Linked DNA regions of Sus scrofa: region 2 is linked to region 1. A link is a contact called in public promoter capture Hi-C data. All regions are on one chromosome and are shown on one strand. Each heading gives the region's core, a stretch centred on a gene start, on an enhancer-like site or on the middle of the called end of the contact. The rest is flanking DNA. Distances are from core to core; before and after follow the strand shown.

Region 1 (6,917 bases), core at 1,603-4,102:
AGATTGGTACAAGATGAAAGGACTTTAGGAAAATTCATAGAAATGCTTGAACAGACCCTTTCCCCAGGGCCCAGGTGAGCTCGGTGAGGAGCTGAGAGGGGCTGAACTGCTCAAAGGTGAAAGGCCTTTTGGGATTGCAACACCTTAACATTTTTTTTTTTTTCTTTTTTACTGCTCACCAGTAGCATATGGAAGTTTCCACGCTAGCGGTTGAATCAGAACCGCAGCTGCTGGCCTACACCACAACCATAACCACAGGGGATCTGAGCTGCATCTGCGACCCATGCTTGGGGCCATGCTGGATCCTTAACCCACTTAGTGAGGTGAGGGATCCAATCCGCATCCTCACATGCACTATGTCAGGTTCTCAACCTGCTGAGCCCCAGGGGAAGTTTCACCTTATCATTATAGAGTTGAGTTCACGACATGGGACCCTAGAGCATCTCCAGGTATCATAGATACCTTTCAATAAAGCTAAACTATTCCAGTGAGGAGCTATGAGATACTCTGACAAAATAGAGCTATCTGCGTTTCCTCCACAGAGAAACAGCAGCCCTGGGTGATTCCCGAGGGACAGCCCTGTGGCTGACTCCTTACTGAGGGGAGGCAACTGGACAGTCCACAAAGCTGGACTTACCATGAGGTTTTATGATCGGCAGTAATTCGATGCAGACATTTCTTGTGCCAAAAAAGTTTGTCTTCAGCGTCATCTCAGCTTGAATGTCAAAGGGCGTTGGATCATCAACTTTCAAAAAGAGGAAACAAAGAGAAAGGTCATGCATCACCCCCCACCGTCGAAATTCATAAGATAAAGTGGATATTACTTCTAACGAAGGCAAAACAAGCTAACTTTAAAGTAATTTCAAGGGTTGGCTTTCTGGTAGTGGCACATCGAAAAGGAATCCGACTAGCAGCCACGAGGATGGGGGTTCACTCCTTGCCCTCGCTTGTGGGTTAAGGATCCAGCGTTGCGGAGAGCTGTGGTGTACATCTCAGATGCGGCTCGGATCCTGTGTTGCTGTGCTCGTGGCGACCGGCAACTGTAGCTCTGACTGGACCTCCCCTAGCCTGGGAACCTCCATATGCCCCGTGTGCGGCCATAAAAAGCAAAAACATTCAAGGGCCTCTTAAAACACAGCCGTCTGGTTCCCGACCCCCGAGTTTAGGACCAAGAAGATCTGGCGTGGGGGTCCAGAAAGCACGTTTCTAACGAGTTCCCAGGTGATGCCACAGCCACTGGTCCGCGAGCCACACTTCGAGAACTCTTGGCTTTGATCACTGCTGCTCAATCTCGAACGGGCAGAGGAGGCACCAGGAGAATTCTGTTAAAATGCAAATTATAATTCAAGTGTAGGGCGAGGCTGGAGATTCTGCGATTTCAGTGAGCGCTCAGGGTCACAGGTGCTGCTGGTCGACCGCCCACACGCTGAGGGGCGAGAGCTTCCAGCTGAGGTCAGCGTTCCCCGGTGGTGGGGGAAGCTGGCTATTTATCCGCTGTCGGCTCCAGGTGGGTGTTGGGTACCTCCTGCCCTCGCGTCTAGAAATCCCGCAGACTGAGTTGCCGGTGGGCCGCACTTGCGAAGCCCCAGGCCAAGCGGATGAAGGTTTAACGCTTCACAATGTTTCATTTTCTTGGGTTCTGCCTCTTAGATTTCCCTTCCGCACTAGGTTTGCATGCGACACTGGCCTGTTCATTTCTATCTGCAGCGCATGGAAGATCAATGACTTTCCTACTGGAGTAGTAACTTCTTTGATTCCCGCCCCCTCCCCCCCGGAAGATGCTACTTAAAACCACGCTTATATGTTTGATAACAAACCTAGGTTCTCTGGGGGGTGGGAACCATGCTCGCTTCCTTTGTGCTAGAGCCTATCAAAGCTCTCGATTAAACAGACTTAAGTCCACTAACTTGCAAGTGCGCGCTAATCGTGTCTCTGAGATTCACTTCCTGTCCGGAGCAGATGCCGCCCGATATCTATGAATGCGCCTTTTCATGGAAAGCGAAAGCCCGGCAAGCTTGGAGCTTGGAGACCCTTCTCTGAGAAAATGTTTCTTGCATTAGAAAACTGATGAGCTTGGCAGGGCGTGGCTCCCTCCCAGGAGACCGATTCTCTTGCAAACCTCAGCAGCTGACGGTCCTGGGAGGGCCCTGGGTTGCTCACTGGCGCGCACAGGCCCGCACAGGCCGGCGGGCGGGCGGGGCGCGCTGTGCCAGGCACCCGGGCGGGTCTTGTGCTAAACGAACAGCTCCAGAGACTCCGTAGAAAACGAAAAACCGCCGCGCGAGGCGAGACCTGAGCGCGTCCCGAGCGGCGGGCGCTGCTTTCCCGATCAATCAAGTGGACGTGTGGGGGGCGCCTGCGGCTCGCTGTCCCGCACCCTGGACGAGCCCGGGGACCTCCCACCCCCTCACCTACTCTTGAAAGCGATGCCCGCGTTGTTGACCAGCACGTTGAGTCCCCCATACTCCTTGCGCAGGAAGTCGCGCAGGGCGCGGATGCTCTGCAGGTCGTCGATGTCCAGCTGGTGGAAACGCGGGCTCAGGCCCTCGGCCTGCAGCTGCTGCACCGCCGCCCGGCCCCGAGCAGCGTCCCGCGAGGTGAGCACCACATCCCCCGAGAACTGCCGGCACAGATCACGCGCGATGGCGAAGCCGATGCCCTTGTTGGCGCCAGTCACCAACGCCACGCGGGTGTAGGACGACATGGCCGGGTGTGGGGCGAGCGGGACCTTTTGGTGGAGAGCTGACTGGGCTGTGGGCCACCGGTTCCGCGCGTTTCGGAGGCTCTGCCAACAGTCAGAGAAGCCAGGAAGAACTGTGTTCTAGGATCCAGTGCTGTGAGTTGCAGAGAATGAGGCTCCGGTCCTCGGTTCCTCCCCTCCTAGGAGGGGCCGCTGTTCCTGAAGGTTTCGTAACGCCCCATTCTCCGGTCCGCCCCCTCCCAGCGCTTCGACCTCCTTTGATCCCGCCTCTAAGCCAAACATTGATCCGCGGGGTGAAGTTGTTCCTGCAAAGCAAAACCGGACGGTGATGGGTCGATAGGGTCTAGAGAGTCACTGCAGTTGGATTGAAGGAACTATTGTAGGAGAACCCAAAAGGAGAAAAACAAATGCTGAGTAATTTTCTTGGGCGTGCGCCCGTGAGCCGCTGCAAAATGAGGGTGTTTGATTTTTCCTTGAATACACTGAAATTATTTCGACACGGTAATTGGATCTCAGGACAGAGATTCCCGTTTCTCGCTTAGGAGATGCGCAAGAGAGGGAATGAGAGAAAAGAGGTCCCGTGAGCAGCTTTGCAGGTGTGGGCAGGTTACCTAGCTCTGTGGGATTCCCAGGGCGCCCCCATGTGGGAGAGAATGTGTATGAAACTCTCACTGTGTGCCAAGCCTCTTAGGAGGCTTTTATTCATTTCACATAACTACTTTGGCTGCGAAGTGTGTGCATTTTAGGTTTATCCAAGGAGGTTACATATGTGTGTGTGTGTGTATAATTTTTTTTCCTTCCGGTGAAATCTCTGTTCTCACGAAGTTCAACTGAATACAAATCGCCAAAGAGTGTCATGGTGTGGACAAGCAATTAGAACACTCCTAGCCACCTTCTTTAGTGTAACCCAGGTGCATTTGATTCGAGTGGGTTTGATTAGTGACTTTTAGATTTATGGAGAGCTGTGATCTCATTGTGACTCAGCTTTCCCCAGGCACATTGGGCTAAGCTGTCACCTTGACTCTACTTTCTCCAAGTCAACATGTGAGGTCAGGAGGTGGGTGCTTTCTGTGGCTCAGTCAGTGTTTTCTTTTTTTTTCCTCTAAAGATTATTTGGAATTCTATTTTATCTTATTTTTTTCTCTTTTGGCCACATCCATGGTATGAAGAAGTTCCCAGGCCAGGGATGGAACCCCTACCACAGCAGCGACCTGAGCTGCTGCAGTGATCCTTACCTTGCTGTGCTGCAAGAGAACTTCAAAACTCAATTTTAAAGATATGGGGCTATTCAGGTTTTCTATTTCTTCTTGAGTGAGCTTGACTCATGTTTTTCAAAAATTCGTATATTTCATCTAAGTTTTGTTGACTTGAACAGTAGCAGCCCATAAACTCGGATATGTTTTCAATTTTAAGCAGTTTAAAATATCTTTTTGATATCTTCCTTGACTGAGGGTATTTAGAAGTATATCTTTTAGTTTCCAACTATTTGGGGATTTTTCCAGATACCTTGCTGTTATTGATTTCTTAATTCTGTTGTTGTAGTCAGAGAACATATTTTATAGCATTTGAGTTCTCTCTTTTTTTTTTAAACAACCACACCCACAGCATATGAAAGCTCCTGGACTAGGCATTGAATCAGAGCTGCAGCTGCTTACCTATGCCACAGCCACAGTATCACTGGATCTGAGCCACATTTGCCACCTACGCTGCAGCTTGTTGAAATCCTGGATCCCTAACCTACTGAGCCAGGCTGGGTGAACCTGCATCCTCATTGAGACTGTCAGGTCCTTCACCAGCTGAGTCACAATAGGAACTCTGACTTGAATTCTTTTAAAAGAGTTTTTAAAGCTGGGAGAGAAAGATGAAAGCATGTTTTTATTTATTAAAAAAAATTTTTTTTTGGTCTTTTTAGGGTTGCACCCGAGGCATATGGAAGTTCCTAGGCTGGGGTCAAGTCAGAGCTGCAGCTGCTGGCCTACACCACAGCCACAGCAATGCAGGATCTGAACTGTATCTTAAACCTACACCACAGCTCATGGCAAAACCAGGTCCTTAACCCACTGAGAAAGGCTAGGGATTGAACCCGCATCCTCATGGATACCAGTTGGCTTTGTTACTGCTGAGCCACGACGGGAACTCCGATGTTTTTATACAATGGTAATAATCTCAGAGAGGTGAGAATAGGTGAAGAGACAAAGGGAATAATTCAGGAACAAAATGTGTGGGAAGGTGAATGCAGATAGGCTCTAGGGCTCAGATGAGGACTTGGCTTACGGAAGCAGGGAAACTCTTGTAACAGGGACGGCAGCCTGTGTGGTCTAGTTGCAGGATATTGTGTGGCTCTCCTCCAGGGCATTGTTTTCTCTTTGAAGGAAGAGCAATTTTGGTCATTAGCAAGAGGGTTCCGTTTGGGAGACTTGAGGAAAGCAAAGCCATCTTGCAGAATGGGAAAGTGAATTTATTAGGGAGCTAGGCAGCACTGACCAGCAGGATTGGTGGCCCATTTGAGACCTGTGGTCATAAATGTCAAGACAGCACCACCAAGCCTCTTGCGATGTCAGGCCCCCCCACCCCTACCCCAAGCATCGTAACTTGCAACTTGCAAAGCGGAGGGCTGGTGTTTTGCCAGGCTCACACCACACAGTGAAAGATGTTTGCAAGGAAAGGATACTGCTTAGGGCTGTGATCTCTAAGGACGGAAGAAAGGACACGAGGAAGTTGGAGATTCATAACAAGGGAAAAGCAGTAGGACTGTTGGAACTGAGGTCTCTTAGGACGGGGCAGCTCTGGAGGGAAGCTTGGAGACTGGGGTCAAGCTGGTGGTGCAGGTCAGTGTGGGATGCTTTGAGGTGGAGGTCTCAGAGGCTGTGCGCATGAACCACATGTAGGGGGCACGGAAATTGTCGTGGTGTGAAGGCGGTCAAGGGACTGAGAAGCCGAGATACTGGGTGGGTCTTGCACACGGCTCCCGGGACTTCCTCAGAGCTGAGGACAGGCATGGAGAGGAGATGCTGAACAGTGTGCTGGCCTCAAGGTGTGCGCCCTCTGCTGTTATTGTCCTGAAATTCTCAATTGCTTTTTCTTTTTTTTCCCAAACAAGGGTTCCCCATCTTCATTTTGCAGGTCCCACAAAGTATGTAGCAGGTCACTGAAGGGTGTATAGCGTGATTTTGAGAAAGTCTGTTGCTCATAGCAGTCGCTCCTAAATTTTTCATGTTAGAATCCCCTGGGAATCCTGAAAACAAAAATGCTGTTGGCTGGCTCTGTCCCCAGATGTTGTGGTTCAATGGTACTGGGGTTTGACCCAAGCATTGGAAGCATTGGGAGGTTTTTGTTTTTGTTAGAAAAAAGTTTGATTGAGGGAGTTCCTGTTGTGGCTCAGTGGTAATGAACCCAACTAGTATCCATGAAGACGCTGGTTCCTTCCCTGGCCTTGCTGAGGGGGTTAAGGATCTGGTGTTGCTGTGAGCTCTGGTGTAGGTTGCTGTGGCTGCAACTCCGATTTGACCCCTAGCCTTGGAACTTCCATATGCCAATGGTGGAAAAAAAAGCAAAAAAAAAAAAAAGTTTTATCGAGATATAATTGATTTACAATTTTATATTAGTTTCAGGTATACAACATAGTGATTCAAAATTTTTACAGATTAAACTCTGCTTATGGTTATTATAAAATGTTGACTATATTAAGCATAGAGTTTTAGAAGCTCTCTGGTCCCCATGTGCAGCTGAGGCTGGAAACCACTGGGTTGGAGGAGGGTTAATTGGTTAAAAGTGATCCAATCTTCAAAAAAAGAGCTGGCGTTTTAGAGAAAAAGAGAGGAGAAAGGGTTTGAAAAGGCACAGGTTATTGTCCCCCTCCACCCCACCCCCCGCCCGATGTGTCCAGTCCTAATCCTCAGAACCTTCAGGTGTCCCTTTGTATGGCAGAAGGGACTTTGAAATGTGATTAAATTGAGGATCCGGAGATGGGAAGGTATCTGTGGGTTATGCAGTCGGGCCCACTTTAATCCCAACTCTCCTTGTTAGAAGCAGGGAGGTCAAAGGCAGAAGAAGATGTAAAACAAAAGCAGAGAGGGAGGGAGATTGAGAGGGATTCGAAGATGCTTACATGGCTGGCATCGAAGGTGGAGGAAGGGGCCAGGACCTCAGGGAAGCAGCCGTCCAGAAGCTGGAAAAAGCAAGGAAATGGGTTCTTCTCTAGAGCTTTCAGAAAGAA
Region 2 (7,284 bases), core at 207-2,706, 74 kb before region 1:
CAGTGCTGTACATGTGCATTCAAGGTTTGGAAAAATGCAAATGTTTTATGTTTTTCTCTGCAGGGTGGTGGGATTTTTTCTTTTTTTCTTTTTAGGGCCGCACCCATGACATATGGAAGTTCCCAGGCTAGGAGTCGAATCAGAGTTACAGCTACCCGCCTATACCACAGCCACGCCAGATCCGAGCCACCTCTGTGACCTACACCACAGCTCATGGCAATGCTGGATGGCTGACCCACTGAGCGAGGTCAGGGATCGAACCTGCAACCTCATGGTTCCTAGTCAGATTCATTTCCCCTTGCACCCCGATGGGAACTCCACTTTTTTTCTTGATACCTTTAAATATTGGTAGATTCTACCATAAACATGTATTGCTTTCATATTCAGAAAAATAAGAAACTACTTTCATTCTGTGAGAAAAAGACAAACACTAAAACTCATGGCGTTCCCTGGTGGTTCAGTGGGTTAAGGATTCGGCGGCAATGTCACTGCTGTGGTTCTGGTTACGGCTGTGGCTCAGGTTCTATCCCTGACGCTGGAACTGAAGCTGCCCACCAGTGTGGCAAAAAAAAAAAAAAAAAAAAAAGGGGAAAAGGTGGATTCATGTTGATTGGTTTAAGAGCATGGGTTATCTTAACCAGTGGCCTGATCTGCCCCTAATCTCCACTTTCTCCACAACATGTGATAAACTGAGAGTTAAACTTTAGGGAGTGAAAAAGAGTGAAGTTGGAAGCCAAACCCATACCTTATCAGTGAATTTCCACTCTGAGTGTAGCTGAGTTTAAGATCAGAGCCCAGGGCATCTCTGCAGTAAGAATAAAAGGCCCGGATGACTTCGAGAAACAAATTCTCAACAACCTGAGGCCCTGCAATTAAAAAGGAAACAGCCAGAGAAAGATAAACCAATAAATGACATACCCATAAAACACATCAAGAGTAACTATACATACAGACAATTTGTATAGTTTTAAAAGTACAGAAACTTAACTTTAGTTGTGACAATGACACTTTTAGCTGGGGGAAACAACATCCTTGAAATGAGCCAGCATTCTGTAGAGTGGACGAGGTGCTGGCTGTTCTAAGCATTCTGTGACTATAAATTTAATCCTCACAACAGCCCCAGGACTGGGTAATATTTTGCTCTGTTACAGATAAGGGGACTGAGGCCGAGAGGCGGGGTAATTTGCTCCAGGCGGATTCTGCCAGGCAGAGGCAGGGAGTGAGCTGAGTGTCTTAAGCGAGAATAAACTGTCTGGCCAGAGTAAGGCAATTTTTTTCCTATTCTGGATTCCTTTAAGGATGAGCGAGAACAACATGAAAGAAATAACCGCATTCCTAAGAAGCTCAAGATGGCACCAAAGAACTGGACCAGCTGCTAATTAGGCAGGTGCAAGGCAGCTGGACATGTCTGCTCCACAAACACCAGCCGTCAGGCCTGCTGGGAGGGAGTAATGTCCCACCCATCATTCAGAAGCATGAAAACAGGATGGTCCAGAGCACGCGGGAGCTCTGTCAACACATCTGGGTAAAGGGAAACGCAGATCATCTAATCCCTTCTGCTTCGAAGATAAAAGTCGTGCAGAACCCCAGGAATATTTTATCTCCAGCCTAAGAGAGCAAGAAGAAATGAAGACATGGCCAAAGCTTGGAGCCAAAGCACAGATAAAACTATGACTGTCCTATGCCTCCTGGTCTATATTATCCATCCACCCCTCTGCCCTTCAAGTGTGTCTTTTCTCAGAAAACTAAATGATCAGGGAGTTAGTTCCCTGGTGGCTCAGCACTGTGCTGCTGTGACAAGGATTTCATCCCAGGCCCTGGAGCTTCTACATGCAGTGGGCATGGCCAAAAAAGAAAAAAAAACCTGACATAACAAATTAGACTGTTATGATGGGGCAGAAGCCCTCCATTCATCCCCTTCCAGAACATAAGACCTGGAGCCCAAGCTGGAGGTCACAGTTTACTTGTTCGGGTCAAGGCCTTGACATAAAACACCCACCTCCCAGGGCGGGCCTTGGAGGCACAAACGCTTCCTGCTTTGACTGTCAGGAGCAGCCAGAGCTCCATGTCATGGCACCTGAGTCCAACTGCATGACCTGAGGGACATCTGGGGGAGAGTCTGCCTGATGCCATCAAGCAAGCAGCAGCGCCTGTAGTCAAACAGACCTGAGTTTTAGTCCTAGCTTCCAGGCGCCCCCTGGCAAATGACTGACCCTTGCTCAGCTCAGTCTCCCCATCAGTAGAAGGTGTATGGTAAGAAAACAGCCCAGGGTTGCTGGAGGTGTGGAAAGATGCAGGAAGATGTATCCTACGGAGATGAAGCCTGTTTCCTTCCCTTTATGGTGTTGGAGGAATGAGATGCTGAGATCTTACAGCAAATGGAAACCGAGCAGTTTCTTTCTTTCGTCTTTTTTTCTTTTTAAGGCTGTGCCCTCGAGCATATGGAAGTTCCTGGGCCAAGGGTCGAATCGGAGCTGTAGCTGTGGCCTACACCACAGCCACGACAACACTGGATCCAAGCTGCACCTGCAACCTGTGCCACAGCTTGTGGAAACGCCAGATCCTTAACCCACAGAGCAAGGCCAGGGATGGAACCCACATTTTCACAGAGACAACGTTGGGTCCTTAAGCCAACGAGCCTTAATGAGAATTCCAGCGGTTTCTTTTTTAAAGCAAGGCAGAGAAGGTCACTTTTCTCAACTGATGCCTACAGGACTACAGTGTGTAAGGCGACCCTTTTGGAACCAGAGTCTAGTTCAAGCCCCTCCGTTTGACAGAAGAGAAGACTGAGCGAGGCTCATCAGGCAGAAGCAGATTTCTTGGGGTCATGAGGCAAAATGATGGAGGAAGGCCTATTTTCTTGAAAATAAAATCAAAGTGTCTTTGTAGTAGGATATGTGATTGAGGAAATGCTTTCACCAAGTCAGTACTGCATGTGTCCTGCAGGCACAGGTGTAGACAAGCACAAAGGTATTTGCCAAACAAAAACATTTAAGTGGTGTCCAGATAACAGGAACTCAACCACACAGCATGACTAAAGTACCTCAAGATTCTGGAATTCCAAAGAGTAAACTGTATTCTACATAAAGTGCTTTTTTTTGTTTGTTTGCTTTTTTGTTTTTAAATTGGCTGTACTCACAGCATGTGGAAGCTCTCGGGCCAGGGACTGAACCTGTGCCACTGCAGTGACCCAAGCCACTGCAGAGACAATGCTGGATCCTTAACCTGCTGAGCCACAAGGGAACTCCCTAAATTGTGGCCATCACTGAGTTTTAATTCCCTCAAAACAGGCAGTCTGCCTTTGGCGCCTGGTGGTGAAGCACTTCCAACGTTACCTATTTCCGGCTTGTCAAGCAGACTGACGAGGATGCGGAAAGGCCTCAGGTACGCGTGGTGGCGTTCCTCCGTGTCGGCATCAGGGAACTTCTGGTGCAGTATCTCAGCCAGACCCTATTTTTTTCAAAGCCACATTATTAGCGTCTTGAATCAAGCAGAGCATGACCTTATTGCTTGGTCTAACTGTCAAACACTCTGGGATAGAGGTGAGAGCGGTCAGGCAGCATGAGACGAGCAGTGCCAGCCCTCCACATCGTGGGTTCTGTATCCACAGACCCAACCATCCACAGATCAAAGAAATTCCAGAAAGTTCCCAAGAGCAAAACTTGAACTTGCCACGCCCTGGCAACTTCTTTGATAGCATCTCCCGGTGTCTACCATGACTTACGTAGCATTTACGTTGTATTTGGTGTCTTAAGTAATCTGGAGATGATTTAAGGTGTGTGGGGGGATGTGTGTAGGATATGTGCCAACTTCTCCATGTGACACACACGAGGGACTTGAGCATCTGGATTTTGGTACCCACAGGGGTAGGGAGTGGGGTGCTGAAACCAACCTTCCGTGGATTCCAAGGGGTGACCGTACATGGCGTTTTCCCAACTGTGTCCCAAGGAACAGGCCCCATGTCTACTTGGAGGTCCCTCAAGGAACCCCATGGAAGAACCATGAACAGCAATGTCCTGATTGGGGTCTACTTTCCAGAAATGCTCCTTTACCTCAACTAAAAGATCCTTGGAATATTTCTCAAAAAAATACAAGGACTGGTCTTCGTAAGAATTTGTGGTTTCAGGTTCTGGCACGATGGTATTTCCTTTAATATCTGAACCTAGAAAAGAACAAGCACTATGAGCTGTGAAGAGATCTATACATTTAAAGGACACTATCCTAGGAGTTCCCTTTGTGGCTCAGCGGTTAATAAATCAGACTAGAAACCATGACGTTGCAGGTCAGTGGGTTAAGGATCTGGCGTTGCCGTGAGCTGTGGTGTAGGCGGCAGATGTGGCTCGGATCCCGTGTTGCTGTGGCTGTGGTGTAGGCCAGCAGCTACAGCTCCAATTCGACCCCTAGCCTGGGAACCTCCATACGCCGCAGGTGCGGCCCTAGAAAAGACAAAAAAAAAGACCAAAAAAAAAAAGTACACCATCCTAGTGTGCAAAGGTCTCGTGCTCTGACATTTTAAAAAATAAAATCCTTCTGATAGAAAACGAAGATCAGATCTGGCAAAATCAAGGCGTGTCTTCTTCTGACGATGGTGTGCCAGGGATCAGACAGGCAGAATTCCGGCTCAATGGGCATCAGCTCAACTTATCCCAAAAATTCTTCCTGTCTCTGGCAAGTAGGAGTATAAGGATCTAATGGAATGTGTATCATTTCTAAAAACCAGCGCTTATCTGTACAGCACTATGTGAAATCAAGGTATTCTCATCAATATGCCTTCACTCTGAACCGTGGGTGAGTCTCTAAGGGCCTCAGGGCAAAGAACAGCATCTTTCTAAGTGAGAGCCTGGACTCCTGGGCTCATGGCTAAGCAAGTCAGAGCTGGCACTGAACTTGGGTCCCGGGTCCTCTCTATACACAGCAAGCTGAGCCCCACTGGGAGGGAGTCATGCATTGAACAGAATCATCCTTGTAACAAAAACGCTTAGGGAACCTGTAAATATCCTTCTGGAGAACCTTCAGGAGTTCTCTCGTGGCACAGTTGCTGCCGCGTGGGTTCGATCCCTAGCCTAAGAACTTCCGCATGCTGTGGGCCTGGTCGGGGAAAAAAAAAAGAAATCCCGCAAAAGCTTCCATGCTATGCCTTCTGAAAGGTTTATAACTAGGGGAAGAAAGGGTTAAGAGGACTTTCTGACGTTGGTAAGAGAAGATCTGTATGCTGAGGGTCTAAGAAAAAAGCTGAGAAGCAGAGGGTTTTTAGGGCAGTGGAAATACTGTGTGTGACACTAGCATCGCCTAAACCCACGGAATGCACATCATCAAGTGTGAACTCCGATCTAAATGGGGGGCTGAGGGTGACGACACGTCAGTATAGGTTCATCAATTGTAAGAAATGTGCCCCTCCGTGGGGGGTGCTGATGATGGGGGTTGAGAGCAGACGGGAACTATCTGTACTTTCCTCTCAGTGTCACTGTGAACCTAAAACTGCTCTAACGAAGATAAAATCTTCAAAAAAAAAAAAAAAAGCTATGGAGTCCTTTCACAACTGCTCTGTACACCACCCTCTCTTGAATATGGGCATTTATAAAATTCAGAAAGTGCTACCCTTTAAGTTCTGGGATTTCCTGGGCTCTGTCCCTGTGAAGCCTCCCACTCAACAGTCCAGAGCTCCTCCTGCAGGGTTGCAGGCTGTCCACGAGAACACATGCTATAGAAACGTGAAACAGCGTTCTCATGTCTCCCAAAGGCATCCAAATCTCTCCCCAAATGTGTCAATGCCACAAAGCTCCCATCTAGAAAAGAACCTTCTCCCACACATATTCCACGTTTGTTGGTTTTCTCGAACACACTCGCATTCCATGAAATTTTCTTTCTTTCTTTTTTTTTTTTTTTTTTTTTTTTGTCTTTTTACAGCCATACCTGTGGCATATGGAAGTTCTTGGGCTAGGGTTGAATGGGAGCTGCAGCTGCTGGCCTACGCCACAGCCATGCAGGATCCAAGCTGCACCTGCAACCTACACCATAGCTCACAGCAATACCAGATCCAAGCTGCACCTGTAACCTATGCCACAGCTTGTGGCCACACTGGATCCTTAACCCACTGAGTTGGGCCAGAGGATTGAACCTGCATCCTCACGGACGCGGTGTCAAGTTTTTAACCTGCTAAGTCACAACGGGAACTCTGCATGAAACATCTCCACAGCAATAAACGTCTGCTTGAATATGGCTTAATTGCCATTATTTTGTAGTATTTCAAGCTTCTTAAAAATGGAATCCAGTCAGTCTTAAAAATCCCATGTTCTTTCTTTTTTCCCCTCATTCTTGAAAGTTTGATTGAAGTACATAGTTGATTTACCTCCCCGTTTTTTTGTGCAATGGCTGCAAATGAACCAGAGCTGTGGTGCAGGTGGCAGCTGATGGATGCCCGTTCAGTCAGCGGGGCATCTTTCCACACTCTGGGATTCGGAAATGGTTCGCCAAGATTGGGACTTACTCCAAAAAAAAAATCAGCCCTCAAAGGTTTCAAGGTAACTCTGACCGAGCCAACCACCACGCCACCCACTGGTTAACTCCGCACCTAGTAACCATGCGTAGAGCCTTCTGTTCAGAGACATGTCTCTTCTCAGGAGGGTCTGGGTGGCGGCCGAGAGGATGTGCACAATGTCGGATCTGAGCAGGGGAATGGCTCTCTCTTCGGAATCCTGCGAGGACAGAGAAGATGCTACGGTAAGAAGATGCCAGGGGCACATCGCTGGCTTTCTGACACATGGCCCTTCCAGTCCACGAAAATTAATATTATTTTGAATTAAAAACAATTTTTTTGGCTTTCTAGGGCCACACCAATGGCATATGGAGGTTCCCAGGCTAGAGGTCTAATTGGAGCTGTGGCCACTGGCCTGAGCCGCAGCCGCAGCAACGCCAGATCCGAGTCACATCTGTGACCTACACCACAGCTCATGGCAATGCCGGGTCCTTCACCCACTGAGGGGCTAGGGATGGAACCCGAAACCTCATGGTTATTAGTTGGATTTGTTTCTGTTGCACCACCCCGGGAATCCCCGTCGAAGCTTTATCTTAAAGAGGTGGTTCTCAGAAGGGGTTGGTTCTTCACTTGCTGCCCACGGGAAGAGGCGATGGAATCTTTGCTATGGAAACACCACCCTCAGAAACAAACAAGGACCCTTTGCGGGCGGCTCTCCCTCAAGACAAGACCACTCAGATCTATGCCGCCTACCCCTCGTCCTTGGGAAAGGCAAGCGACTCGCCTGGGAGAAAGGCTTACCAGGCAGG

Evidence for each region. Promoter capture Hi-C pulls out the DNA fragments that hold promoters and counts their contacts.
Region 2: a promoter capture Hi-C map of fetal skeletal muscle shows a contact between it and region 1, with 3 times the contacts expected there. The contact joins the enhancer-like site here to the promoter of CBR3 in region 1. A contact is called at or near these places in 3 of 5 promoter capture datasets (fetal skeletal muscle, liver and skeletal muscle), 17 of 47 Hi-C or Micro-C datasets (adipocytes, adipose tissue, alveolar macrophages and 10 more) and 2 of 2 datasets of contacts at active chromatin or transcription factors (alveolar macrophages and skeletal muscle).

Annotation. Positions count from the first base shown.
Region 1 is chr13:199,826,625-199,833,541 of Sscrofa11.1, reverse strand. It overlaps CBR3 (carbonyl reductase 3), which reads right to left and starts at 2,852. Exons shown (of 3, transcript NM_001244732.1): 1 at 2,416-2,852; 2 at 638-745. The coding sequence starts at 2,704.
Region 2 is chr13:199,898,858-199,906,141 of Sscrofa11.1, reverse strand. DOPEY2 (protein dopey-2) reads right to left here. Exons shown (of 39, transcript XM_003132763.4): 7 at 7,277-7,284; 8 at 6,572-6,695; 9 at 4,053-4,162; 10 at 3,336-3,450; 11 at 746-866. Among named protein-coding and RNA genes, the nearest start is that of DOPEY2, 54 kb to the right of the region's middle. Within about 2 kb of position 1,456, at least 2 of the 83 cell types and tissues checked have an H3K27ac peak or open chromatin away from gene starts, as enhancers often do. A contact at or near this core is called in fetal skeletal muscle, where this site is marked.